Linked DNA regions of Mus musculus: all the other regions are linked to region 1. The links are chromatin contacts, called in public promoter capture Hi-C maps. All regions are on one chromosome and are shown on one strand. The core of a region is the stretch at or near the end of the contact, and the rest is flanking DNA. Distances in the headings are between cores, read along the strand shown. Region 1 holds the start of Prmt6 (protein arginine N-methyltransferase 6). Region 2 holds the start of Sars (seryl-aminoacyl-tRNA synthetase). Region 3 holds the start of Psma5 (proteasome subunit alpha 5). Region 4 holds the start of Stxbp3 (syntaxin binding protein 3). Region 5 holds the start of Psrc1 (proline/serine-rich coiled-coil 1). Region 6 holds the start of Clcc1 (chloride channel CLIC-like 1). Region 7 holds the start of Gpsm2 (G-protein signalling modulator 2 (AGS3-like, C. elegans)).

Region 1 (3,475 bases), core at 469-2,968:
AGGCCAAAGGAAGGCAACAGGTCCCCTGGGACTGCGGTTAAAGCCAACTGAGAGCATTCATGTGGATATTCTAATCTAACCTGGGTCTTCTGGAAGAGCAGCCAGTGCTGTCCATTGCTCCTGTTCCAGATACCAGTACACATTCTTTAAATTATTGTTTTTATGTTATGGCCAATGAAGAGATTAATTTATTGTTAACCAAGCTTCTTTTTGACTAACAGAAAAAATAAAATAACTGAGCCTGTGGGTATCAATTCTGGCTTTAAAAGGAGATATAGCAGAATTTTTTTTAAAAGTGAATTGCATTGGAAAAGAAGTCAAAAGAGATGAGTTTCACCATTTCTCCAAGCAAGTGTTTTTACACAGATACATAGATTTAAGTGTATGTATGTGTATATATAAGCTGGTCACCAAAGACACTGGAAATGGGTTTGAGAATATCATACCCTTGATGTTAATTGTTCTTTAGTTTGAACTACAGAAGTTTCAGAACAGGACTCAAGACCAAGTAAACTATTCTCCAGAGACACAGTGGTGGCTGATACATTTCATGGCCACAGCACTTCTTCAGTATTTGCCCTGGAGCTTAACGTACCTCAGGGATCACTTTGGACTCAGAATCAAGATCTTGTATTATTTGGTTTTCACTTTGCGTCATACATATTCTTTGTATCCTAACTCTGGTTAGAACAGAGAGTTTGGTGAGTTACAACTGTCAGAGAAGGGACAAGAACTGTGCCACATAATTCAGTAGTGGGGGGCGGGGGAGGTCCTGTGAGGGAAACATAGACTTGTAGCTGTAAGTGGTGTGCCTACATCAAGAATGTGTAAAAATGAGTGTAGTGACTATTCCTGGCTATCATCAACTAGACTATATCTGGAGTGAACTACAGTCCAGAATTGGAAGGCTCACTCACCTGTGATCTTGAGGCTGAAAGACACAGGTTTCTGACTTGAACCGAGTGGAGGTTTTTTTGTTTGTTTATTTTTTCTTTGAGGCAGGGTTTCTCTGTGTAGCCTTGGCTGTATTAGAACTCACTCTGTAGACCAGGCTGGCCTCGAACTCAGAAATTCGCCTGCCTCTGCCTCCCAAGTGTTGGGTTTAAAGGCGTGAGCCACCACGCCCGGCCTTGGCAGGAAGATCTTGAGGCATATGGCCATGAAAAGTTTAGCCTCAGGCAAGGTAGTACATGCCTTTAATCCCAGGAAACTTGAGACAAAAGCTCAAGGTCAGCCTGGGAAAAGGAAGTCCCAGATCCGGAAGTGGTGATACACACCTTTATTCTGGGACACACCTGCGGGAGGCCTACATAAGGTCACTGGAAGAAGGAAAACTCACTTTTTCTGCCAGGACGCCGTGTGGGACTGAGCAGCTGCTAGATCCTTGGATTTTCATTCACAGCTGCTGCTGACCATCTTTGGGGACTACAGATTGTAAGTCATCAACAAATTCTCTTACTCTACAGAGGCTACCCATACGTTCTGTGACTCTAGAGAACCCTGACAAGGGGTAAAAGGAAAGGGCAAAAACTGAAAGGATCTCGGGAAAATAGTGTGGTCTTAGAGAACAACTTGTCATGGCGTTAGAGGAAAATAACGGTGTGCCAAGATTGACTCTGGTTGAGCCTCTGCCCTCAGGAAGCGGGATGCAGGAAGCGGACTACGAATCCCAGCAGGCCCCGGGGACTCTGAGCCTGCGCACCGCACCGCGCAACGAATGCTGGGGGTCGGCTGCCGGGGCCAAGATGTCGCTGAGCAAGAAAAGAAAGCTTGAGTCGGGGGACAGCGGAGGCGCCGGCGCCGGAGGGGAGGGAGCCGAGGAGGAAAATGGCGGGGAGCAGGAGGCGGCCCCGCCACGACCCCGGAGGACCAAGAGCGAGCGGGACCAGCTGTACTACGAGTGCTACTCCGACGTCTCGGTCCACGAGGAGATGATCGCCGACCAGGTCCGCACCGAAGCCTACCGCTTAGGCATCCTGAAGAACTGGGCCGCGCTGCGAGGCAAGACGGTGCTGGACGTGGGCGCGGGCACCGGCATTCTCAGCATCTTCTGTGCCCAGGCCGGGGCACGGCGCGTGTACGCGGTGGAGGCCAGCGCCATCTGGCAACAGGCCCGGGAGGTGGTGCGGCTCAACGGGTTGGAGGACCGCGTGCACGTCCTGCCGGGCCCGGTGGAGACCGTGGAGCTGCCGGAGCGAGTGGACGCCATCGTCAGCGAGTGGATGGGCTACGGACTTCTGCACGAGTCCATGCTGAGCTCCGTGCTCCACGCGCGGACCAAATGGCTGAAGGAGGGCGGTCTCCTCCTGCCAGCTTCCGCGGAGCTCTTCGTGGCCCCGATTAGCGACCAGATGCTCGAGTGGCGTCTGGGTTTCTGGAGCCAGGTGAAGCAGCACTATGGCGTGGATATGAGCTGCATGGAGAGCTTCGCCACGCGCTGCCTCATGGGCCATTCGGAGATCGTGGTGCAGGATCTGTCCGGAGAGGACGTGCTGGCCCGGCCGCAGCGCTTTGCCCAGCTCGAGCTGGCCCGAGCCGGCCTGGAGCAGGAGCTGGAGGCTGGTGTGGGCGGGCGCTTCCGCTGCAGCTGCTATGGTTCCGCGCCTCTACATGGTTTCGCCGTCTGGTTTCAAGTGACCTTTCCCGGAGGGGACTCGGAGAAACCTCTGGTGCTGTCCACCTCGCCTTTTCACCCGGCCACCCACTGGAAGCAGGCGCTCCTCTACTTGAACGAGCCGGTGCCGGTGGAACAAGATACGGACATTTCCGGAGAGATCACCCTGCTGCCCTCCCCGGACAACCCCCGGCGTCTGCGCATACTTCTGCGCTACAAAGTGGGAGACCATGAGGAAAAGACCAAAGACTTTGCCATGGAGGACTGAGCGTTGCCTTTTCTCCCCCTCCACCTTCTTCGGAAGGTCCGAAGAGAAAGGGAGATCGCCTATGCAAGTTGGGGACATAGCTGTCTCTTTTACCTCACCGCTCCAGTCTTCATTTGAGGACATTCTTCTGGCAGTGTTTATTTTAAAAGTGAGCATCCCTGACCAAGGACTGATGCAGTGTGCTTACTAACGGGCTTTTAAACCTGGAAAGCATGTAGTATAAAGAAACTCTTGTATTTCTGTTTCTTTTGTTTAACTGCCGGGGTTGGGGGGGGGGCAATAAATGTGATCTTTTTATAATTGGTCCACGAGCTAATCTGACACCTCCCCATCCCTATCAGTATGAAACTGGGAGAAAGGCAACATGGTCTGATTACATTTCAGAAACTTGCAGAATGATTTTTAAAGCTGTTTCTTTCAGCTGGAATTCTCTCAAGTCTTGAGTGCCTACCTGTGCTTCCTTATATTCTAACGTTCATATTGTTAGTAAGGAAGTGGGGCACAGGAGAAGTATTTTAAATAACCCTGCTCTCCTTACGCTTAATTCACGGAGTGCTAAATTTGATGAACCTTAGTAAAATGGCTTAATTTTA
Region 2 (3,517 bases), core at 49-2,548, 1.8 Mb after region 1:
GTTCCGTGTTAGTTAATGTTTTCTACTGTGTGAGAGCAGTAGGTTTTTGGTTTGGTTGTATGTGTGTTTGGTTTTTGAGACAGATTCTCACTACACAGCTCTGGCTGGCTTGGAGTTCGGTATTTAGAACAGGCTGGCCTTGACTTTACAGAGCTCTCTACCTCCGATGTGATATAAAAGGCACCTACTACTAAGCCTGACTAGGTTTGGGTTTTTTGGAGACATGCTGGCCCTGAACTCATGCACCCGCTGCTCCCACTCACAAGGGATGCACATGGACATGCACTACCACATCTGGCCAAGAGAGGTAATTTCAAATGAGGTCTTCTCACTTTAAGAGTAACAGGTGTGTGTAGGTTGGGCTTGGTGGCACACCCCTTTGATACCAGAGACTCCCCAGGAAGAGGCAGGCATCTCTGTCTGAAGCCAGCCTGGTCTACATAGTGAGCTCCAGGACAGCCAGGCCTATAGATTCTATCTCAACAAACAAAACAAACAAACAGACAAAAAGAATAACTTGAACGTGTTGATAGAATAGCCTGGCAATGCTCAAATTACATAAACATAGAATAGTTTCAATCGTAAATATAAGCTACAACTTCTTGCAAAGGTCTATTGGATTTGGGTGAGGGATATGTGAGAAGAGAGGTGTGCTCATCTCATGGACTGTCTTCTGACACCCAACCCTTCTTCCCCTGGTTTTCAACACAAAACTGTAGCCAAAGCTGCAGGAGACCGGGAGGGGACAAGCTCAGATTATCCTGCCTCCTAGCCTCCCTCCAGTGTCTCTGTTTATTAAGTCCATCAGGGTCTCTAACCTTGTCCTTTTATCTCAGGGGGGCTTGGCAAAGGTTTGTTGCGGGAGGAAGGGGGTAGGGCTAGTATAAAAAGAAAAATAAAGGATGAAATGGCACACATCTTTAATCCCAACATTTTGTTTGAGGCTGGCCAGGTTTACATAGTTGCTAGTCAGAGCTACACTGTGAGACCCTGTATCAAAACAAAAAGCCCCAGGGCTCGAGAATCTTGAGGGTAGGTAACTGGGTGTGTGCTCTGTAATCAAGATAGAGGAAAACTGGCATCTGCAAAGTGCATTGTCTTCCAAGTCAGCTTCGGTCCACACCGAGATACTCCCTTCAACCAGAGGAACCTGAGGCATTCACGATTTCAGTGGGGGGCGATCAGAAGGCCTTTCAGTAAGGAGTTCAGCAGAGAAACAACCCGCATAAGGCTACCACGCCCTTTTCACTTCTCACCACTCCCTCTGGACCCTGCCTAACACTGCGGCTTCCGGCGAGCTAGGCGCCGCCCCCTCCCGGGCTGCCGGGTGCCTGCGCAGTGAGACCAGGTCAGCGCGCAGGCGCAGTGCATCGTCCACCCGCCGCTTACAGTCCTCTCTTAGTGTTAACTGGTGAGGTAGAAGGATGGTGCTGGACCTGGATTTGTTTCGGGTGGATAAAGGAGGGGACCCAGCCCTCATTCGAGAGACGCAGGAGAAGCGCTTCAAGGACCCGGGGCTGGTGGACCAGCTGGTGAAAGCAGACAGTGAGTGGCGACGATGTAAGTACCAGGAGCTCGCAGTATCCCTTGAATCCCTCATGGCTTCAGAGGTCACAGCTTACAGCTTTTGTCAGATGCTCCCGCGACTGGCCGGCTCTACCGGCTTGTCCGTAGAACAAGCTGGGAACCGGGCTTGTCCCCCTCTCCCTGCAGCTCCCGCGGCCTGGGTCCCTCCCCGCGCGTGCTCTATGCTGACTGCCGCCAGTGCTTTAGGAAGGAGCTGCACGCACGCACGCGCAGGGAGAGCTGTCAGGCCCTTGCGTAGCTACAGCAAGCCAGAGCTGGAGTTTTACTTGGGGGGCGGGCTGGGAATTAATTTTCTATACATTTTGGTCATTCTCAGTGTTTTATTCGTCTTTAGCAAACCCAGCGTAGTCCTCCGGGTTTTGCAGGGATCAAAGGCTGCTCTCTCAGACTGAGTGACTTCTGCAGCACCCTAGGATTACTCCACCCCAGTCGAACCATCTGGGGACTTTGGAGGCTACTCTTGACTAAATGCAGTGACCCTGAAATTTGGGGTGGCCACTTCTCCAACCCTGAAGGCATACCTTTAAGAATCAGGCTTTTCCGTGCTAGATCAGATAGGACGGAGGGGTGCTGTAAGGCAAGAAAAAGCTTGTAATTACTGAGGATGGTTGTGATTTGTGGTAGTTTTCTGGAAAAGACGTTGGCAGCGTAGAAGTGACCCATCGTCATTCAGGAAATTAAAAGAAGCTCTAGAATCCTCTGCCTCCCAAGTGATCACCTGGCAGACCGGATGTTGTCAGTGGCATGTGACTCGGGTAGTCTGATGCAATAGGTCTGCAACCAGCTGAGAACCTGGTTTATAAGAGCACTGCTAAGGCAATCCCACGATCCAAGAGTGTCTCCCTCCTACTCCCACCCTCCAAAATAAACAGGATTTCTTTCTCTCTGTAGCCCTGGCTATCCTGGAACTTGCTCTGTAGACCAGGCTGGCCTTGAACTCAGAGATCCACTTGCCTCTGCTTCGAGAGTGATCAAGGGTGTGTGCCACCATACCCATAGGGGTGTTTTGTGGACATGATTTTACTGTTAAAAAGCTTCTTTGGTATCAAAACATATTTGCTTAGCTGACAGTTGTGTACCTGTTCTGTATGTCTCAGGTACTCTAATAGGGTAATTTGTCAGAGTTTACACTTGGACCAAAAGTTTTGAATTGGTCTAAACTGAACTCCCCTTTTTTGTTTAAGATAAAGAATATTTGGGGGGTACCTGCCTTTAATCCCAGGACTCTAGGGGTCAGAAAGAGATAGATGTCCGAGATTGAGACTAGCCTGGTCTACATAGTGAGTTTCAGGCCAGTCAGTGCTACATAGTGAGAGCCTCTCTTGGAAGGAGATACTCTGAGATGGACTTGGTGGCATTCACATATTATCCTAACACAAGGTAGTCGGAGGCAGGAGGATATGCATTTCAAGGCCAGCAGACCCTGCCTCAAAAACAAAACACCTTGGTTCCGAGCACCTTGCCTTGAATCATAATCAGAAATAGCAAGATTTCTGTACCTATCTATTCTGACTAATGTGATTTTAAATATGTTAGTGGTCTCTTGCATAGAATGTGCACATATAGGAAATTTTGACCCTTACCTGAAGAGATATTGGTAGGTTCTTTAGGGATCAATAGTATAGACAGGCATTAAAGGACAACTTTAAAAAGTGAGCGTTTGTTTTCAAGATGAGGCCTGGCAATTTTGTCCAGGCTAGTGTAGAACTCAGTGGGCCCAAGTAGTCCTCTCCTCTCAGCTGGGGGTCCAGATCTGCCTCCACGCCTGGCTTTAAAGGTGGTGAGCACTAATCATACCAGGAACTATTGACAGTTATTTAAAAAGAGGACCAGAAGTTGGGAGAGAAGTTGGGCCCTGAGCAGAACTGGAGACGGGGTAGATGGATAAAAATCTTTTTAAAAGAAATGCATAGCGCCTGGAGAGATGGCT
Region 3 (3,900 bases), core at 1,288-3,787, 2.0 Mb after region 1:
TAACTATTGTAAAAGCCTCCTGACTGGTGCCAACTCGTTCTTCCAATCAATTAATCTTTATAAAAACAACTGTGATGAGGCAACTCTTTAAAGAAAATATGAGAGACTGACACAGCTCATGAGTGTAACTCCAGAACTCACAACACTCAGGCAGAAAAGATCGTCCCAAACTCCAGGCCTCGTGGCTCTAGGTCACCCTGGGCTATAGATGAAACCTTGTCTTTTAAAACAAAAACCAAAAAAGACCCCCCCCCCCAAAAAAGAGAGAGAGAGAGAGAGAGAGCTGGGTCAGCAGTTAGGAGCACTAGGGGCTCTTCCAGAGGAAGCTGCTGCTCTGACTCCCAGCACTGACATCTTGGCTAAAACCCACCCGTCACTCCAGCTCTAGGCGATCCAACACCCTCTGGCCTCAAAGGACACCAGGCATGTATATGGTACATGGACACCCCCAACTGATAGCACACAGTGCCTACAGAGTGAGGTCCAAATTCTAAGTCTATTGAACCATCAGTATCTGGCACCATCCTGTTTTTTCCATAGCACCTACTTGTCCCATAACATGCATCATACATATGTGGTAACCAGCCTGGACTTTTCCAAATGTGTTATGCCTTTTCCTCACTGGTCCCCCTTGTTCATCCTTTATTATCTGTTCGTTCTCATGGTCTTGGTTTACTAGAAATCCTACTTTCCCTGGACCTATCTGAATTATCAGCTTCTTTGTGAAGCTTTCCCCAACCTCCAACAATGAATGCAGCCTCTCATCAGAACGTCCAGTGCTGCCTTAGATTCCTCTAGTAACATCAATACATTTCTGTCTCACATTACAGTTACTGTTGCAAACAGGAGGGTAGAGATCTTGATTCTGCTCACTGCTGTAAAACCAGCTCCCTAAACAGTGCTTCTTGAACACAGCCAACGCTCAAGAACATTAGCTAAATAGAGGCCTGGGCTTTATTTAGTCTTAGCAAATACAAAAGAAAAAAATCCACAAAGCAACTAGTTCATATAAATAAATGGGCAAAGCTCAGTAAAGCCTTTCAGATGAGGATCACAATTTTCTTAACATTTTATCACCTAAAGATGACTCTCTTCAATACTCTGGAAGCCAAGTGTTAACGACCATTTTACTTGACAACAGGAAATAGTTTTAAAACTTCACCGATATTTTCTGAGTCAGCAAAAGGATGGAGATTAATATGTATGTATATATGTGTATATATAAGTATGTATTGAGCCTGTCAAAATTGTGGCACCTGGAATGACATATATATATTTTGACAGGCTCAATACATACTTGCCAAGAAAAGTAATTTCTCAGTGGTAACCTGGAACTAAGAAAATGTCTGCTTTCCCTAACTTTTAAAGGAACCCAGTGGTTTGCAAAACTGCTCAAAACAGAAACTGAAAGTTACAGTATCTACAGCATTTATGACAGTATTAGTTAGCATTTTCGAGACTTGAAAGTTTTTAGGTTGTCTGCTCTTTTAATAAACACAACCACACAGCTTTGACTTTACAAAACATTTAGCTTTCAACACAACACTAAAATTAACTTGCTTTCAAACCTCCTCTCACATACACACACTTTGGTCAAATGGAATCAGTGTATTAAAACTCTTCTGAGAACCACTGTACATTCAAGTTCCCACAAAACCAGATTGTAGGCAATATATTTATCCGAGCATAGCTGAAAACTGCCTTCGCTCTTCAAAAAAGATTAAAATGTACAGCACAGGACGGATTCCTACAAACTCATCCAATAGTCTCTGGTAGCTTCTATTCAAGGAAACTCCTTTCACTTTTCTTTTTCCTAAGCAGTCAGACTTAGGTTGAAAAGACGGACGCAAGGCTGGTGTCCCCCTAATCTACTCCAGGTTAAAGGTCCCGATCCCTCTCCGCCGCCTGCCCCAAGCAGCCCCAGCCTCTCGCTTCCGCGGGGAGTCAGGATTAGCGGTGACTCAGCGGGACAAGTGCAACGGGTCCGCTGCAGTGTAGCTTGGGGAATCTCGCCGGGCGCCTCGGGAACCAGATTCCCCGGGTCCCGCCAGACTTAGGTTCTCCGGGCGCCCCATGACACTGCAGAACCCAGGCCGCGGCGCGGGCCCCAGGCCCGCCCACCCAAATTTCGACCCTGCTGCTTCCCGCCGTACGAACCTGTCGTACTCGGACCGAGTGAGGAACATGGCGAGGACAGAAGGAGGCGGCAGTGGCTACGCGGGGTTCCCAAAGGCCACACGATTGAAAGCAGCACCCTAATCAACCACACCGCCACAGCACCAAGGACCCTGCAGCCGTCTGCGCGTGCGCACGCGACCTTTTTAGCCCGCCCTCCCGTGCTTCCCTTTTATTGGCTGATTGATATTCTCGCCGCGATGATTGGACTTGACAAGCTTCTTCACCGGACCTGGGTTAACAGGGAGGCGGAACTAGAGAGCACTTCCGCTTTCCGTCACCCTTGGTTGCTACGGGCGCTGGGACTCGAGGCAACCGGTGAGAGTGAACCTCGTCGTCGAGGAGTGAGCACGCCGCGCTTTGGATGGCTGCAAGACTTGGCCTGATGACTGGGTTGTCGGAATCGTGACGTAAGTCTCGCCAGCTCGCGTAAATGCAGCCGGGGGACACCGGTCTCTTACTTCGCGCTCGCCTGCCCAGCTCTTCGCTGTCTTCCCGGCTCGGTGGCAGCCGGAACTAGGTTTGCTGAGGACTTTTTGACTTGGGTAGAGAAATGTGTGCGCCTCTACCAGCGTGCCCGGCAGTTCTGCCAGCCGGGCTTGTTGAAAAAAAAAGTTTTAAAAGTTGATAGGTTCTAATCAGCAAGAACGTTTTTCAATTTCTTGCATAGGTACGATTATTTTATCAAGTCTTTCCTGGATTCGTACACATCACCACCACCACCCTAACTATCCAAGTTTCAGACCCAGACCTGGAGTTCAGTATCGGAGCTTCAGATTAGTCACTGCTTTTAAGGACCTTAATTTGTGTATGTGCTTCTTGTTTTCTCTTCCTAAGGGTAGAAGAGCAACTTGAGCTTTTTTTTTTTTTAAGAAACATTGTAAATGAATCATTTATCAAAGAAAGTTAGGTGGTTAAGAAGTCCTGACTCGGGCTGGAGAGATGGCTCAGGGGTTAAGAGCACTGGCTGTTCTTCAGAAGGTCCTGAGTTCAAATCCCAGCAACCACATGGTGGCTCACAACCATCCTGAATGAGATCTGACTTCCTCTTCTGGTGTGTCTGAAGACAGCTACGATGTACTTACATAAAATAAATAAATAAATCTTTAAAAACAAACAAAAAAAACAAAAAAAAAAAGAAGAAGTCCTGACTCTCTAGGAATGTAACTCGGTGACAGAGTACTTTCATAGCATGCATGAACCTCTGCCCAGGCTTGGCGGGGGTGGGGTGTGAGGTGGTCAGAGTACAAAGTTTCAGGTAAGATTAATACCTAATGGAGATATATGATACACCAGGATGACTAGAGTTAATATCTTACACTTGAAATTTTTCTAAGAAGGTAGATTTTAATCACTACCAAAAAAGGCAAATGTTAGTGAAAGTTAACTTAATCGTGATATATACCTATATCAAAACATAATTCTGGTGGCTGGAGAGATAGCTTAGCACCTGATTCCCTTCTAGATGCCCACATTTGGTTCTCAGCGTCCTAGTCAGGCTGCACATAACTACCCTTTATTCTAGCTCTAGGGGATCCACTGCCTTTTTCTGCTCTCTGCTGGCCCCTATATATGTGTCACACATAACACACACACACAAACACACACACACACACACACACACATTGAAAAGTCTTTTTAAAAATACCATTCTGGGTTGGGTGTGATAGTTCCTTTAATCCCAGCACTCAGGAGGCAGGGAATCTCTAAGTTCAAGACCAGCCT
Region 4 (3,900 bases), core at 1,269-3,768, 1.4 Mb after region 1:
GCCCAGAGATGCTATATTGGTCCACTATTTCAAAATCGACAACTTGAACATAGATGGAAAGGCCCTTACCTTGTAATTCTCCAGGCGCCTATTGCTGGGTTCCTCTCTGATTCGTCCCTCACACCTCAAGAAGGCACCTGAGGGACCTGTGGAGGAGGACAGACCCCTAGAGGTAAAATGTGACTGAAAAGGGACTATTAAAAAAATCAAACGCCGAGCGTGGTGGCGCACGCCTTTAATCCCAGCACTCGGGAGGCAGAGGCAGGCGGATTTCTGAGTTCGAGGTCAGCCTGGTCTACAAAGTGAGTTCCAGGACAGCCAGGGCTATACAGAGAAACCCTGTCTCGAAAAACAAAACAAAAAAAAAAATCAAACATTTGGACTGGAGAGATGGTTCAGTGGTTAAGAGCACTGACTGCTCTTCCAAAGGTCCTGAGTTCAATTCCCAGCAACCACATGGTGGCTCACAACCATCTGTAATGGGATTTGATGTCCTCTTCTAGTGTGTCTGAAGACAGCTATAGAGTACTCATATAAATGAAATAAGTAAATCTTTAAAAAGAAATCAAACTTTCTAAGGTTTGACCATCTAACATAACTTTAAATGTTGTGATCTTGCTGTTGGAATCTATACCATGATTGTCCTATGGCTAACGGTTTTGCCGTCTTATTTTCAAGCTTTGCAAACAGAATCTAAACGCATCTTGAAGGGGGAAATAAAGGCAATCCTATTATAGGGAACACCCTGATACTGTCTTGTTATGAAAACGATTGCTTTTATCCACCATGGATGGAGGATTCTAGAGATGACCTATTCTAACTGACCAATCCCAAAGTAATAATACAGACTTTAGCATAATCAAATATTCTCTAAAGGGGTCTAATAGTGGAAATCACAGGTGTGCTAAAATAAGAAGCAGAAAGGAAGACTCATCAATCACCTCGATTGAACTTAGCATACCCAAAGGAACCCTGTGTGTAACTAATAGTTTGGGGTATAACCTCTGGCTCCATCTACCACCAGATAGATAGTCAACAAGGAAACTCTGTGTCAGAAAAGATCCCTCTTACCTGTTACTTAAATGTAATCTTGGTTGTCAGCAATTTACCGAAATGTGCTGTTTTAGTATCTCTGATTCTTCTCATACTATTGACAAGTATTGATGGAGAAATAAATAAACAAAATCTTTCAAACAAATGTTGACCGACAACATGGCTAAGATGGCTCTCCCCTTCTTTGGCCTGCTAATGTTTCTACTGGCTACCATAATTGGGCCCTGCATCCACCAAACAAGGCTAGAATCATTGCCACTTGACAACATTATTAAAGACAGTCCCCTATCAAGGATTTGAGAAGGACACAAAGGTCAAGGGGAGAATGAGAAACCTGCCTGACTCCATTTTTAAGGTAGGAGACATTTTGTTGTATTGTTAAACACAAAGTTTCGTTTATTGTAAGAGTTGAGTTTCTGTTTTTAAGTTTCTGTTTCTTGGAACCTGCCCTGCACCACCCTGTGACCATGACTTGTTTTTGAGAACACTTTGACCCTCCCTTATCACTAAGTACTTGGTTTTTGTCCTTTTGAAATTTTCCTATACTTCCCAACTGCCCTGTTGTCTTGCTTCTGTAACACTGTTTTGCAACTACTTGTTATTTTGCTCCTTAAAAGGGACTCTCAGCACTTCTCTCTCTAACCCCTAATTGGCCAGGTCTCTGGTGCTCCTGGATATAATAAAGCTTGCTTCAATTTTAGCTCTAAAATTATGGTAGTGGTCTTACTCCTGCCTTGTGGAATTAACAATTCTAGGAATCGTGCTCTATAACTTAAAATGTAAAATTCTTCATAGGAATAAGAGGGTCTCTCATTTCTTAGACTTTTCTGAAACTCTATCACAGTTCTGGGAACACTGGTGGTTACCTTACAGCTTAAATAATCAATGATCTTCAAAAATTATTAAAATGAAGTTGAGAGGGATAGACTTCCCATATGGCGGTTGAACAGGCTTCTGAACAGTATAGTTTGAATTGCTTTGCTGAATGAAACATTATTTTGTAAAGCATAAAGTCTCCGTATTGGGGATGGCAGGATGTGTCTTGACAACTTAGGTTCCATCCCAAGACCCACACTGTGGAAGATGAGGTCTTCTGACCTTCACCTGCGAGCCTTGGTATGCACACATGCATACATACACACAGATAAATGTAAAATAAAAAAGACCCGGTATGTATAAATTCATAATTGTATAAATTGTGTTAGTTCACATATTTGCTTTCTGATGCCAAATTGGACACTGAGATATGGGTTATAGTAGGCTTCCGCTAGGGGGCGCCAGACAGTGCACAGAAGTCTGACCACACTACGCAGCCGCAGTCCAGGCACAGGCGGGACACGCCCTAGTTGATGCGCGTGACGTCACCTGAGGGCGCGGCCCGCGGAGGGGGCGGAGCCTCCCCACCGCGAGGGGAAGGGCCCGCCCCCGAGCGCAGCTTTCAGGGCCAAAGTAGGTTGCGAGTGGGAGGCGGTGGCTGTAGCTCCACGGCTGGGGGAAGATGGCGCCGCCGGTATCGGAGCGGGGACTGAAGAGCGTCGTGTGGCGGAGTGAGTGCGGAGGGGTCAGGGATGAGGCCGGGAAGGGTCGGCTGTACGGGGGTCTTCTTTCCCGCTGCAGCTCTGCAGCCTCTCTGGGAGCTGCATGGGCACTTGTTGCTTTGGGACCAAGTCCCTGGCTTGACTCCTTCCGGCTTGCCCAGAGTCGGGTTTCGTGCCAGCACCAGGGATGGGCGGGGTGGCCAGACGCGGCCTTCTCCGCGGCTTTGGCCAACTCTCACCCCGGTGAGGTTCTTCCGCAAAGCCCCACCCTTGGGCGACCTGACTCGGGCCGACTTTCCCTCCCAAGTCCCTGTGCTGTCCCGGGACAGCTCTTCCCATTGCACCCCCCTCGCCACACCAGGCACGGACGTCTCTCCATCCGACACAGTCTGAGCTCTGTGTTACTACTCTGTCCCGCCCTCGTCCCCGTGTTTTCAGAAGCCGCTTGGTGTCCCATATTCATGTTAGCACCGAGGGTTTTTACTACCATCCTTTTCAGTGTCTTGTCCTTTAAAAAGTGCAGGCGTAGCTTTTCAAGAGCGCCTTCTGCCACTGTTCCAAGAGAATATGACTTGCTTTAAAAAAAAAAAAAAAGAGTTCTTGAGAAAGCAACAGCGGACTGTTAAAGTTTTATCTAGTATCCGGTCCCTGCATAGTCTGCTCCTTGTGTTACAATTGGTCTTCTTGTTGGTTCGACCAACTTTAATGACTTTTATTAAAATGACACCAAACCTAGGTCTGCCAGGTTAGAAGAGCAATGAAAGCAGCAAACCGGAAGGACCTTCCTTGTTTGGCATCTCTGGGTTCTAAGTAATTATAGTCTAGTAGTAGAAAAGGAATAACGTCTTATTAGTGTTTCTTACTCCGACTTGGGGAACAAGGAACAGAATAGGAATTAGCCAACAGAATTCTGCCTTCAAGAATTCCTTGTATAAAATTAAAATCCAAAACAGTACAGGCATGGTGTTTACCATATAGAAGGTACTAAATAGATAAGTAGACTTTGTGAAATACAAAATTATCCTTTCATATTTATTATTTTCAAATTTATCCTTTCTGGGGGCCTGCAAGGTGGCTGAGTGGGTAAAGGTGCTTGCTGTCAAGCCCAAGGACACGAATTGCATCCCCAGGGACCCACGTGATGTAAGGAAAGCACTGACTTAGGCAGATTGTCTATATTGACTCTCATACGAAAGTGGGTGACAAATTGTGCTGAAGAAATTACTTCTGAGTTATAATGGCACCTTATATCAGGGCTTATGAGAAAAAGATACCGTTATGCTAGTAACGCCAGTATCAATAGCATGAA
Region 5 (3,636 bases), core at 1,096-3,595, 1.9 Mb after region 1:
GATATCAGCCAGCAAGATCTACCTACCTACCTACCTTCCTTCCTTCTTTCCTTCCTTCCTCCTCCCCCCTCTTTCAAAGCAGGGTCTCTCTGTGTAGCCCTGGCTGTCCTGGAACTCACTCTGTAGATCAGGCTGGCCTCAAACTCAGAGATTCGGCTGCCTCTGCCTCTAGAGTGCTGGGATTAATGGCGTGCGCCACCACTGCCACCCGGCTACTTTCCTTTTTTTAAAGTCACTTTATATTTATTTCTTTACTGTATGTGACATACACATATGTGGCAACATGCATGTGTAAGTCAGAGGACAGCATGTGGGAGTGTGCTCATCACGTAGACAACAGTCCTCACATGTAGGTCACAAGGCTTGAACTCAGCTTCATCATCCCTGATGGAAAGTGCTGTTACTCACGGAGCCATCTCACCAACTTATTATTATTATTATTATTGTTATTATTATTATTATGTTTTGTTTTAAATGAGGGAGTCAAGTAGCCCAGGTTGGTCTCAAGCTCAGCATATAGCCCCCTGGGACTGACCTTGAATTTACATTTGCCACATCCATTCCTGTGATGCTGAAGAATCCAACCCAGGGCTTTGTTTAGGCTGGGCAAACTCTAGCCACCTGGCCAGGTCTCCAACCCAATTTGCTTAATCCTAAAAATTCCAGGGGATAATTAACTGTGTTCCTCTGCCCTGTATGGGAATGACACTACGCCTTCAGTGTCTCCTGCACCTTGTCTAGGTGTACGCACGCATGTCCACTCTCCACACTCACCTTCTTTATGCTGGAGGGCTTCTTTCCGGATGCCACCCGGACAGCCCTGGCTGACCCCTTTTTATCACTGCTCCGGAGCCCAGCTAGGCTGCTTGGAGGTGGGGTGCTCCAAGAACTCACGGTGGGCAGCAGATCTCGGACAGGGCTATCCTTCAGGACGAAGGTCTCCCGCCGAGGACTGGGTTTCCCTCTGGGGCTGGGCCTTCCAGGGCCTGTACCAGCCCTCTCCCGATCTTTCAGGGCACACTCCTCCAGCTGAGCCGCCAGGCGGTTGGCTTCATCAAGAATCTCTTCCAGCTTCTCTGGGCTGAGCGGGCCCAAGCTAAACCGCACACCCTGGAGGGCGGGAGCTACTTCATTTGGGTTACTCCGATGGGCGAGGCCCCGTCGAAGTGGTTTCTCTGGACTCACTAATACTGTTATGTCTTCTTCCTCATGACTGAAAAACAAATATGGCACCATGCTGGACAACAGCTAGCAGAAGGCATTCCTGTCGGCGAGTCGGGGACAATCCCCAACCCTGACTCCATTTTGGCCATGAGAACTGCTTTTAGGTGAGGAAAACTTAGTTCTACTCCCATTTTCTGAGACAATGTCTCAACTCTATAGCACAGAATGATCTCAAATTCAAAATCCCTCCTGCCTTCTCTCTCTCTCTCTCTGTCTCTCTTTCCCTCTCTCCCTCCCCCTCTCTGCACTCTAGTCTATCCTAGGAGTGTGGGGGTGGTTTGCAGGGCATGCCTCAACATGCCCAGGGACATTCATCTTTCATTTACATTTACCCCTAAATTTCCCTACAGCTTCTCTGTTCTCACCAGCATGTGTTCTAGAGGCCCAATTCTACCAGACTACTGCCATCAGAGGGTACCATACTCTGCTAGATTACCAACCACGGTTCTAGAGGCCCATAAGTTAGCAGTAAAGGGTTACAGATGTATTGCCGGAGGAAAATAATAAATGGATAAATAGGCTGGTACCTGTCAGATGGAGACAGCCCTCCGAAGTCCAAGGTCTCGTCCACAATGAACTTGATATCTGAAGGGATGAGAAGAATAAATGCCAGCTATCAGTTCTTGACAGACAGACTCTCAGGGGCCCGTTCCTCCCTCCATGGCTTCCTTACCCTCTTTCAGATCCTCCATGCTCAGCCAGCATAAGCGAGTCGGCTTAGACCTGAAAGAAAACATGCCTACCTCAGGTGTCTATCATCCTGCCTTAGGGCCCCATCAAGACTCGGAGTGCATTAGCTGGGGTGAAGAGGCATGGTGGTGGTAAAGCAGGATCAGCACGTGTCCCTGAAACTAGTCCGTTATATTAGGGAAAGGTGCAGAAAGCTCGACACCTGATGTGCAATCCGCCAACTTGCGCCCTGGCCTCTCCTCAGTCGGTCAGTCTTCACCTCCATCCTTACTATTATCCGAAATTTCGCTCCCCCCCTACCCCACCCATTTTCCACTCCGCGGCACCACATCCCCGCCACACCTCCAGCGCACACTCGGTTTCCACTCCCCACCTCGCTTCACAGTCTACGCAGGAAGCTTTTCTTCTACAATCTCCCAGTTCCCGGGAAAGGGCTCCCGAGGGGCGGAGCTTCGTTCGAATTTCTTAGGCTCCACCCAGTCCCGCCACAAACGCACAGCGATTGGTGAGTCCAAGGGGGCAGGGCTGAGTCGGGAGCAGTCGGGATGTCAGCCGGAGAAGATTGTCCCTTGGACCAAAGGGCACTTCCCAAAAAGGGTAGGGGGCTACAGCGGAACGGCGGGAGGAGCCGTGAGTGCGCGGTGGCGTGTACCGGAGCGCCTCCTTCTAACCGCGAGTCAGACAAGGGGAGAACTGTCGAACCAATGTAGGCTTGGAGCCCCGCCTCTTCCCCCACCTCCTGGATTCCAGCATCTGAGACTGGGTTTCCTTGCTGGGTTTCTCGCGTACTTGCAGAGACCACCAAATAGACCATCTCTCCAGCACTGGAGCCACAAGATTTCTTCATTTAGCATAAGGCCACTTCTCTGAGATATCTGGCATTTTTTTCTTCCTGCTTCAACCCCAACCCCCAAACGATGAGTATGAGCAGCTATTTAAGAGTTTAAATAAATAACAAAGAAGTCATTCTTCCAGGCAAACAGTAAGTAGTAATAATAATAAAAGATGTCAGAGCTGTGCTCCCTAAGTGCAAAAGGATTACCTATTGCTAAAGATCTTGTTCGTGTGAAGAATTTATTTCTTCGCCAGGATGCTGGAGATGTGTGCACTTTAATGGTGGGCCTGTAAAAGTTCAGCAAATAGCATGGTCTGGCGCATCCTTAGAGCACAGTCACTACCACCTTCTACCCTAGGCTTGCTTCAGGTTGGAAAGAAGCCTTTGCTGTTGTGAATGTTGTTGACTGGCTATGACCAGACCACTCCTCTCCATTCACTGATACACACACACACACACACACACACACCATCTGTTTCTTTTCCCTTTGTTTTTTGCTATTTTCTGAGACAGAGACTAGTGTAGCTCATGCTGGCCTTTGAATTCACCATATAGCCAAGGATGACCTTGAAGTCCCGACCCTCCTGCCCCTACCTCCCAAGTGCTGGGACTAAAGGCCTGTGCCACTCTACTCTAGGACCATCCTCTGAGACATCTGCAAACATCTGCAAGCATCTTCAGGAGTTCTGTTGCGCCTGCTTCGGAAAGACCATCACAGCTGGGCCTGTGGACGGTTTACCTTCCGTCATAGAAGGAGGAGGTGGGACAGAAGGTCACGGGACCTTCACCTGAGTATGCAGCCGTCCCTCTCAACCAGCTGTATGCAATTCTGTCCTAACTGCAGATGGTTTGGGGGAAGGGGCTAGAGGATAGAAGTGGGAAGAGGC
Region 6 (3,468 bases), core at 856-3,355, 1.6 Mb after region 1:
TTCCAAAGGTCATGAGTTCAATTCCCAGCAACCACATGGTGGCTCACAACCATCTGTAATTGGATCTAATGCCCTCTTCTGGTGTATCTGAAGACAGCAACAGTATACTCATATAAACATAAAATATTAAAAAAAAAAAAAAAAACCTGAAATAAAAGCTACAGAAACGGCATCCTGTATCCCTTTCGTGGGCATGGCATACTTCTTCATCAACAGAACGAGTGAGAAGGAAGACAAATTTTCTCAGATAAAAACAGGAGTTTAGGGTGAAGGTAACGGACGTTTAGAAAACAAAAGCAAGAGGGCATCACTTATGGAGGCTGACAGCCTGCCAAGTACCACTCACAAAGTTACACCACGGGCAACCACGTGACTTTCTCCAATAGTGACCAGCAGGTGAAGAGTTAACCAAGACTACAGAATGAATAAAATGATGGAAGGCAAAAAAAAAAAAAAAAAAAAGGGGGGGGGGAGGCAGCCAGAGTTAGATTCCACACCAGAATGAGCTGGGAAGTCAAAAAGGGGGGGGGGGGGGCTATGGAAGAAACCAAAACCACAATCAATTGGAAATTCAATCCCTCCTGTCAGAGGCCGGTGGTCATCTAAGACTAGAACTCTTTGAAAACAACAACACTTAGAACTGATCCCACACTTCCTCCAAAGTTGCAATCTGGACCTGCTTCGAGCTTATTTTAAAGACAAGTCTCTGAGATAGGGCCAGCCAGTGCTACATAGACTGACTCGGAAAAACAAAAACATCACAAAAATCTTCCTATGTTGCCTCAGTTTATGAAAAAAACCTGCGTTACTCTATGACTTGTCGGTGGACACCAGTTAGTTTGTATCATTTTCTCATTGCCTCAACTACAACACATGTACTCCAGTGCGCACAATAATAGTATATAAAAAAACATACTCATACAATAATAGAGGACATTTTGTTACTGAAACATATGCTCCTTTAATCCTTACAAAAACTCTTGGAAAGGGCACCACTGTCTCAATCCCAGAAAAAACGGGTAACATGCCCATGGCCTCTGAGCTCTGAGAGGTTCCTTGGAGGTTAGGGTTCAAAAGCGGGTGAGGAAACTCTGCTGGGTCTTATCACACAGGTGGGAAAACCAGAAAAGGGGCTTCTCACAGGGGCGGCCTCTGGCTTAGCTCTTAAGATGTGCAGGCTGATTGACAGCCACGAAATGGAAACCCTCAAGAAAGTCACTGATTTCAAAGAATCAGAGGTCTAACCAACCAGCCAAGCAGGACTAACCGGGTTAAGGGAAGTCAAATTCTCGGTTATCTTAGAAGCGGGAAGTCGCTATTTAGCTCACGCGTGTTCTTGTCCTTTCCTGGCAATTGAGGTTGTTTTTTTCTGTTTGTTTGTTTGTTTGTTTTTCGAAACGAGGTTTCTCGGTGTATCCTGGAAACGCTGTAGACCAGGCAGGCCTCGAACTCAGAGATCCGCCTGCCTTTGCCTCCGGAGTGCTGGGATTAAAGGGTGCCCACCGCCCACCAGACAATTTTCATTTCCAATATGTGCCCAGACAACGCTGAGAAGAGCACTTTTATAATCAGTATCATGGAGAAAACCTGACGTTTTGCACCTAATTATAAACCCACAGACTTACAGCATCAACTAACTTAATATACTCAAATTAAATTTGGAGTTTCATACCATTACTCCAACAAATCCAATATATATATATAATTTTTTGGCCGTCAGTATTTGTTGCAGATTCTGCCAAGGTTTCAGATAACACAAGCAAGGATGCTCTTGCCCCAGGGTGGGCCGCTCGGTATATTCGCAGGGTTAGCCGAGACAAGGGGAATGACTGGCGGGCGCTGTCTACCCGCGTAAGACGGAACAGGGAATCGCCACGGGCCCAGGCCCCGGCACCTCTCACGCTGCCGCGCCGCCTCCCACGCAGACCCGCGGGCCGCCCCGACACACCGAAGAGCGCCCACTCACGTCGAGGGTCCTGCCTGCTCTTTCAGAGGGACCCGGGCCAGCCCGGCCGCGGAAGACGCCGAGCCGCCTACCTCAAACACGGTGCACTCGGACTGGAGTCCCGAGCGGACTCATCGACTCGCTCGGCCCGCAGCTGTGCGGCCTTCCCGCGCGCGTTGCTGATTGGCTGCGCCGCGGGGGCGGAGGCGGGGGCGGGACCAGGCCGCGCTCCTCTGCTCTGAAGTAAGGGCTTTTCAATTACCCAACCACCAGTTCAGTTCAGACGGTCGTGGCTAAAGGAGCCAAGTACGTCTAAATAAGTAAATAAGTAATAAGTAAATAAGGAAAGAAAAGAAAGAAAGAAAGAAAGAAAGAAAGAAAGAAAGAAAGAAAGAAAGAAAGAAAGAAAGAAAGAAAGAAAGAAAGAAAGAAAGAAAGAAAAAGAGAGAGAGAGAGAGAGAGAGAGAGAGAGAAAGAAAGAGGGGGGAGGGAGGGAGAGAAGGAGAGAGAGAGAGATAGAGAGAGAGATCTACTTCGAACATAACTTTCTAAGTGGAAGATAATGGTTAACTAGTACTATATATAGTGAGGGAGGCAAATGGGAGTTTGGACGTAAGGTTTGTTTTGTGTTTATCTTCAACTTCTGGCTTTGCAGTTTCCAAAGTGTCCAAAGAGGAACCCCACCCCAGAAATGAATACAAAAACTAACTGGCAATGAGACACTGTTAGTATTTAATTTGGTATTCTTGGGTATACATACATCATTTACAACTTTTTAAGATTTGTAGTCGTTTTAGATTTATTTCATATGTATGAGTGCTTTGCTTCATATAGTATGTGTTCCACGTGCGTGTCTAGTACATACAGGGGTCAGAAGAGGGGGTTGGATCCCCCTAGATAGGAAGTCCCAGATAATTGTGGCACCAACACGTATTTTCTTTTTAATTCTGATTGTGTTTCTGCATATGAATGCAGTTGCCAGCAGAGGTCAGAGCTGCAGTTGCCAGCAGAGCATCAGGTACCTGAGATGCAGAGTTATCGGTGATCTTGAGCCACAAAACTCGGTTGCTGGAAACCGAACTTGAGTTCTTTTAACAGCTAAGCCACTTCTCCAGCCCCATTGCTACTGTGGCTGGTAGCCTTTCAGATGTAGATGATAAGATCCTACTGCTGTAGCAACCATGTGTGTACAGAAGTCAAGATGGAACTGGACTGAATGCTTACTCTGGAAGGTTAGCTTTCATAACATAAGGATGCCTTATGGAAGAAGTCACCAGCAGTCTTGCCCTGCTGTGACCTTGTATGTTACCCGGCTGCCCTCCCAGGCAAGATGTACCCACATTTGCAATAGTGGCAAACTGTTAAGTGGGTAGCCATCTTCTTTCCAGCTTGATTTGAGGCCCACTCCATAGGAGGGGATTCATGTCCGGCACAGTAGACCTGATCAAATCTGCGTCTGGGAGGTCAATGCCCTAGGGGGGAAGCTACTGTTCTTTTGCTGACTAAATGTATCATACATATCA
Region 7 (3,679 bases), core at 269-2,768, 1.5 Mb after region 1:
ACTTGCTTGTGCCTCCCAAGATCTGGCATTAAAGGTATGTGAGACAATACCTGACTCTTGTTATTTTTTGTTTGTTTGTTTGTTTGTTTTTGTTTTGTTTTGTTTTTTGACCATTAAATGTCTTCAAGTAGAAGAATGGCACAATCTCATGGATGCATGCGTTTGGAAAGAAGATTTACAAAACAGTTCAACTGATTAGGAAGATAGACATTGCTGATAGCTGAGATAAAAAGTCCAATCTATGAGAGAAGGGGGCACAGGAAAGAAACGATTCGCTTTGGCTATGCAGAATTTAAAATACTTTTTATTGTGGTTTACTGTACCAATTCCCACAAAGAATTTATGAGTATGGAAGAATTATAATATCTACCTCTGAAATAGTACAACCAGCTAATTCAGCTTTTTATAAGAACTTGGTATTAAGGGTGCTCGCTGATAATAATAAGAGAACCACTTATTGAACAGCTTCGATGTGTCAGCAGCTGTGTTAACCATTTCATAAACTTTACCTCCTGAAGCATCATGACAGACCTTATTAGAGGAGGTCTCATTATCTGTGTTTTACAGCTGAGGAAGCTAAGGCTACAGAGGACAGACGCCTAACTGGTTCAAAATCAGTCAGTAGGAAGAGGCCCGAGCTGAAATTCAAACCCAGGTCTGGCTGGTGCTAACACTATCTCTATACAGTTTTCCATGACACACATATAGTGGTCACGGCCATCACCACAGAGATGCTGAAACTAGAATTTCTTTAACAGGTGCCCAATCCTGTAAAACATTAAAATTTCATCCCAGTGGAGAAATAGGCAGTGGCTATAGATAATGTAATGTAACCAACGTCATCAGCTTCACAGCAGAGACTCTAGTTTAAACATTTGATGAACAAGCTAAGATCTATTTTTTGGTGAACTTGATATGAAGGCATGAATAGAATGGGAATGCAAGCCGCCGGAGCGGATTAAATTCGCCATCTCTGCTTTTCCTGGGAACCAGCGATCCTGCAGTCAGAAGAAGTTTGCTTTCCCAACATCTGGAAACGCCAGAACTGTGTGTGACACTGCCTCAAGAACTGAGGCTCCTTGTTCAGACTTTCACACGGGACCCTCTGTTCCTTTCACACAGGCCTCTTTCTTTCTCACATCTGCCTCTTGGAAGACTTTCCCAGGGCGGGACTGAGCCTGCAGGGAAAGAGGCAGTGGACTGGGGCTCCTGGGTTCAAAGTCTGAACTAGACCCAGCTTGAACTCTGATGTTTATTGTCCCACTTTTCGCCATCTGAAGGAGAAATTCGAGGACAATAAGCTTCTAGTTGGCGGAGGATCTATCCGCAGCAGAGGAGAATCAAGCGCTACAGTCCGAGAGGCAAACCCCACACACAGATCTTTAGAAGGAGGGAGCCCTGGCTCGTCTAGCCCCGCCCTCCACCCGCCTAGCCCCGCCCCACCGGTGCCATTGGCCGGTCCAAAAAACGCGGGGCGTTGTCAGTTTGAATGGGCGAGCCTGGAGCTAGGCGCAGGCGCAGAGGAGTACAGGCGCTGAGGGAGCCTTGCTGGCGGTGAGACCCTCTGAGAGGCCAGGGGGAGGCCGAAGCTCTGGCCCACGTGACCTGCCGGGGGCGGGCGCCCGGGGCGCTCGCCAGCCTCCCGCGGTGCCCCTGCTTGGCTCGGCGTCGCCGCCGGGACCCGACTTGGGGAAGCGCCGCGGTTCCTAGTCTACGGCCAGAGGCGCTCATCCCTGCAGCGGTTCCTTGTTCTCAGGAGCCGCGGGCCGGAGGGAGGTGAGCGGAGCCTGAGGGGGTGACCCAGTGGGGTGTGTGGGGGCGTGGGGCGGGGGTCTCTGGACCACCGAGGCTCGACGGGCTCGGGTGACGCTGGGACCCGGGAGCTCCGTGGGGGGCTTCGCACCCGCACCATTTAGGCTGTTGTCCCCTAAGTGAGGGGAGACTGGGGATCGGGCTTCTGCAGACCTTGAAAATACTTGCTGGGATGCAGCGACTTCACGCGTTTTCCGAGCGTAACAGACGGTGGATACAAAGCCGAATCCCAGTGGATTCGAATCCCAGGCACGTCGCCGGCCCCGGGTCTCCACACCAGACACCTTTGTCAAGTCACATTTAAACTCCTGAACTTTTCGGATCCCAGACTTACTGGCAAGCGAAACTGATAGATCGTTGTAACCAGCTTTATAGCAAGCGTAACATGTTTGAGATCTTAGCCGGAAAGCTGTAAACTTAGTATCTTCAGATGAAAAGTGGAAAACGTAATTTCCTTGTATTTTAATGGTAAACAATTAGGTGGCTTTAACAAGTATCATTTGAACTCTGTTGAAACGAGTAATGATGGCAATGTTTATTTGCCTTAATGCATTATTTAAACGCCGGGTAGACTTAGAATAGGTAAGTTCTTGACTCTCCTCTCGGTGCTTTGTGTTGATTGGACTGCTGTGTGGTTTGTGTTGTAAGTTTTTGTCACCAGCGAAGCAGAATTTTCAGACTGCCTCTTTGGAAGGCTAAACTGAAGATTTTCCGGCTTGTTAGTAACCATCGTGATTGCTTCTGGTAAAGAGCACTTTTGCCTGGGGTTTCGACGTGCTAAGAGCAGAGATTCGTTCCGCCTAAGTTCAAAAGCGAAGGTTCCTGTCCTTTGACTTGAGGGCAGTGGGGGAGTTCAGGGATGCCCGGCCGGTTCTAGGCATTCATAGGCCCCTCTTGCAAACTATTTCTAACTTACAATTCGAGGATTGGACTGGTTATGAATTCAGAGACTGTGGAGTATTGTGGAAGCGTGTCCCACGGAAAAATAGTTTAGCTGAATTTTCAGTAGGTCAGACATACACTATTACAAGTATGTTTTGATGTAAACCTGAGATTTAATAGTAGGCTAGTTACAAAGGTAATGCACTATATATAGTGTGGCTCCCCACACCTCACCTCCTCTGTACTTGGGTTTGAACTCTAAACCATGTGAACACTAAGCAAGAGTTCTATCACTGAGGTAATTCCAGATTATTCATTTATTAATTAATTAATTCATTCATTCATTTATTTGAGACCTATTGTTGCTAAATGTTTAGGGCTGGCCTGGAACTTGGAATCCTCCTGTCTCAGCCCAGTAGCTGGGATTACAGCTACTGGGCTGTAATATGTGCACAAATTCCACCTGGTATGAAATGGCTGGCTGACTTTCTTCTTCCTTCCTTCCCTCCATTCATTCAGTGTAGTTTTGAGACAGGGTCTCAGATAGCTGAATTTGGCCTTGCACTCTTTGATTCTCTTTCTCCATCCTCCCAGTGCTGTGATTACAGGTGTGCACCATACATGCTTAGGGTCAAATCCAGGGCAGGTGTATGCCGAGCAAAACCAAACCACATCCTCAGCCTTCACCTTTCTTACCCATAAAGTACTCCAAGACTTACCTAAAAACAAACAAACAAACATACATACCCCCACCCTCACCCCACACACCTGTGGGCATTTGTTTTTAAAACTGTGTAATTAATAGGCTACTGGTGGGATTGAGACTACTCCCTAATCTCAAAGCACCAGCTACTGCACTTAAATGGCCATGTGTTTCTGAATCCCACTTGTGGCACATAATTCTACTTAAAACCACAATACAGTCGGTGGTTTGTTATGAAGTGTGGAGGGATCTATCTACCCTTGTAACGATGGTCTCGCTTTG

What was found. Promoter capture Hi-C pulls out the DNA fragments that hold promoters and counts their contacts.
Region 2: a promoter capture Hi-C map of pre-B cells shows a contact between it and region 1, with 5 times the contacts expected there. The contact joins the promoter of Sars here to the promoter of Prmt6 in region 1.
Region 3: a contact with region 1 is called in a promoter capture Hi-C map of pre-B cells, with 3 times the contacts expected there. The contact joins the promoter of Psma5 here to the promoter of Prmt6 in region 1. A contact is called at or near these places in 3 of 39 promoter capture datasets (the C10 cell line, liver and pre-B cells).
Region 4: a promoter capture Hi-C map of liver shows a contact between it and region 1, with 5 times the contacts expected there. The contact joins the promoter of Stxbp3 here to the promoter of Prmt6 in region 1. A contact is called at or near these places in 3 of 39 promoter capture datasets (the C10 cell line, liver and pre-B cells).
Region 5: a contact with region 1 is called in a promoter capture Hi-C map of pre-B cells, with 5 times the contacts expected there. The contact joins the promoter of Psrc1 here to the promoter of Prmt6 in region 1.
Region 6: a contact with region 1 is called in a promoter capture Hi-C map of pre-B cells, with 4 times the contacts expected there. The contact joins the promoter of Clcc1 here to the promoter of Prmt6 in region 1.
Region 7: a promoter capture Hi-C map of liver shows a contact between it and region 1, with 5 times the contacts expected there. The contact joins the promoter of Gpsm2 here to the promoter of Prmt6 in region 1. A contact is called at or near these places in 3 of 39 promoter capture datasets (the C10 cell line, liver and pre-B cells).

The regions. Positions count from the first base shown.
Region 1 is chr3:110,249,242-110,252,716 of GRCm38.p6, reverse strand. It overlaps Prmt6 (protein arginine N-methyltransferase 6), which reads left to right and starts at 1,718. Exons shown (of 1, transcript NM_178891.5): 1 at 1,718-3,475. The coding sequence starts at 1,746. The coding sequence ends at 2,882.
Region 2 is chr3:108,443,040-108,446,556 of GRCm38.p6, reverse strand. Sars (seryl-aminoacyl-tRNA synthetase) reads left to right here and starts at 1,298. Exons shown (of 11, transcript NM_001204979.1): 1 at 1,298-1,560. The coding sequence starts at 1,425.
Region 3 is chr3:108,255,563-108,259,462 of GRCm38.p6, reverse strand. Psma5 (proteasome subunit alpha 5) reads right to left here and starts at 2,537. Exons shown (of 9, transcript NM_011967.3): 1 at 2,158-2,537. The coding sequence starts at 2,186.
Region 4 is chr3:108,839,120-108,843,019 of GRCm38.p6, reverse strand. Stxbp3 (syntaxin binding protein 3) reads left to right here and starts at 2,518. Exons shown (of 19, transcript NM_011504.1): 1 at 2,518-2,600. The coding sequence starts at 2,552.
Region 5 is chr3:108,382,547-108,386,182 of GRCm38.p6, reverse strand. It overlaps Psrc1 (proline/serine-rich coiled-coil 1), which reads right to left and starts at 2,345. Exons shown (of 8, transcript NM_019976.3): 1 at 2,257-2,345; 2 at 1,898-1,947; 3 at 1,752-1,809; 4 at 775-1,213. The coding sequence starts at 1,916. It overlaps Gm12522 (predicted gene 12522), which reads left to right and starts at 2,442. Exons shown (of 3, transcript NR_040560.1): 1 at 2,442-2,896; 2 at 3,387-3,636.
Region 6 is chr3:108,652,550-108,656,017 of GRCm38.p6, reverse strand. It overlaps Clcc1 (chloride channel CLIC-like 1), which reads right to left and starts at 2,105. Exons shown (of 12, transcript NM_145543.2): 1 at 2,038-2,105.
Region 7 is chr3:108,720,138-108,723,816 of GRCm38.p6, reverse strand. It overlaps Gpsm2 (G-protein signalling modulator 2 (AGS3-like, C. elegans)), which reads left to right and starts at 1,518. Exons shown (of 15, transcript NM_029522.2): 1 at 1,518-1,776.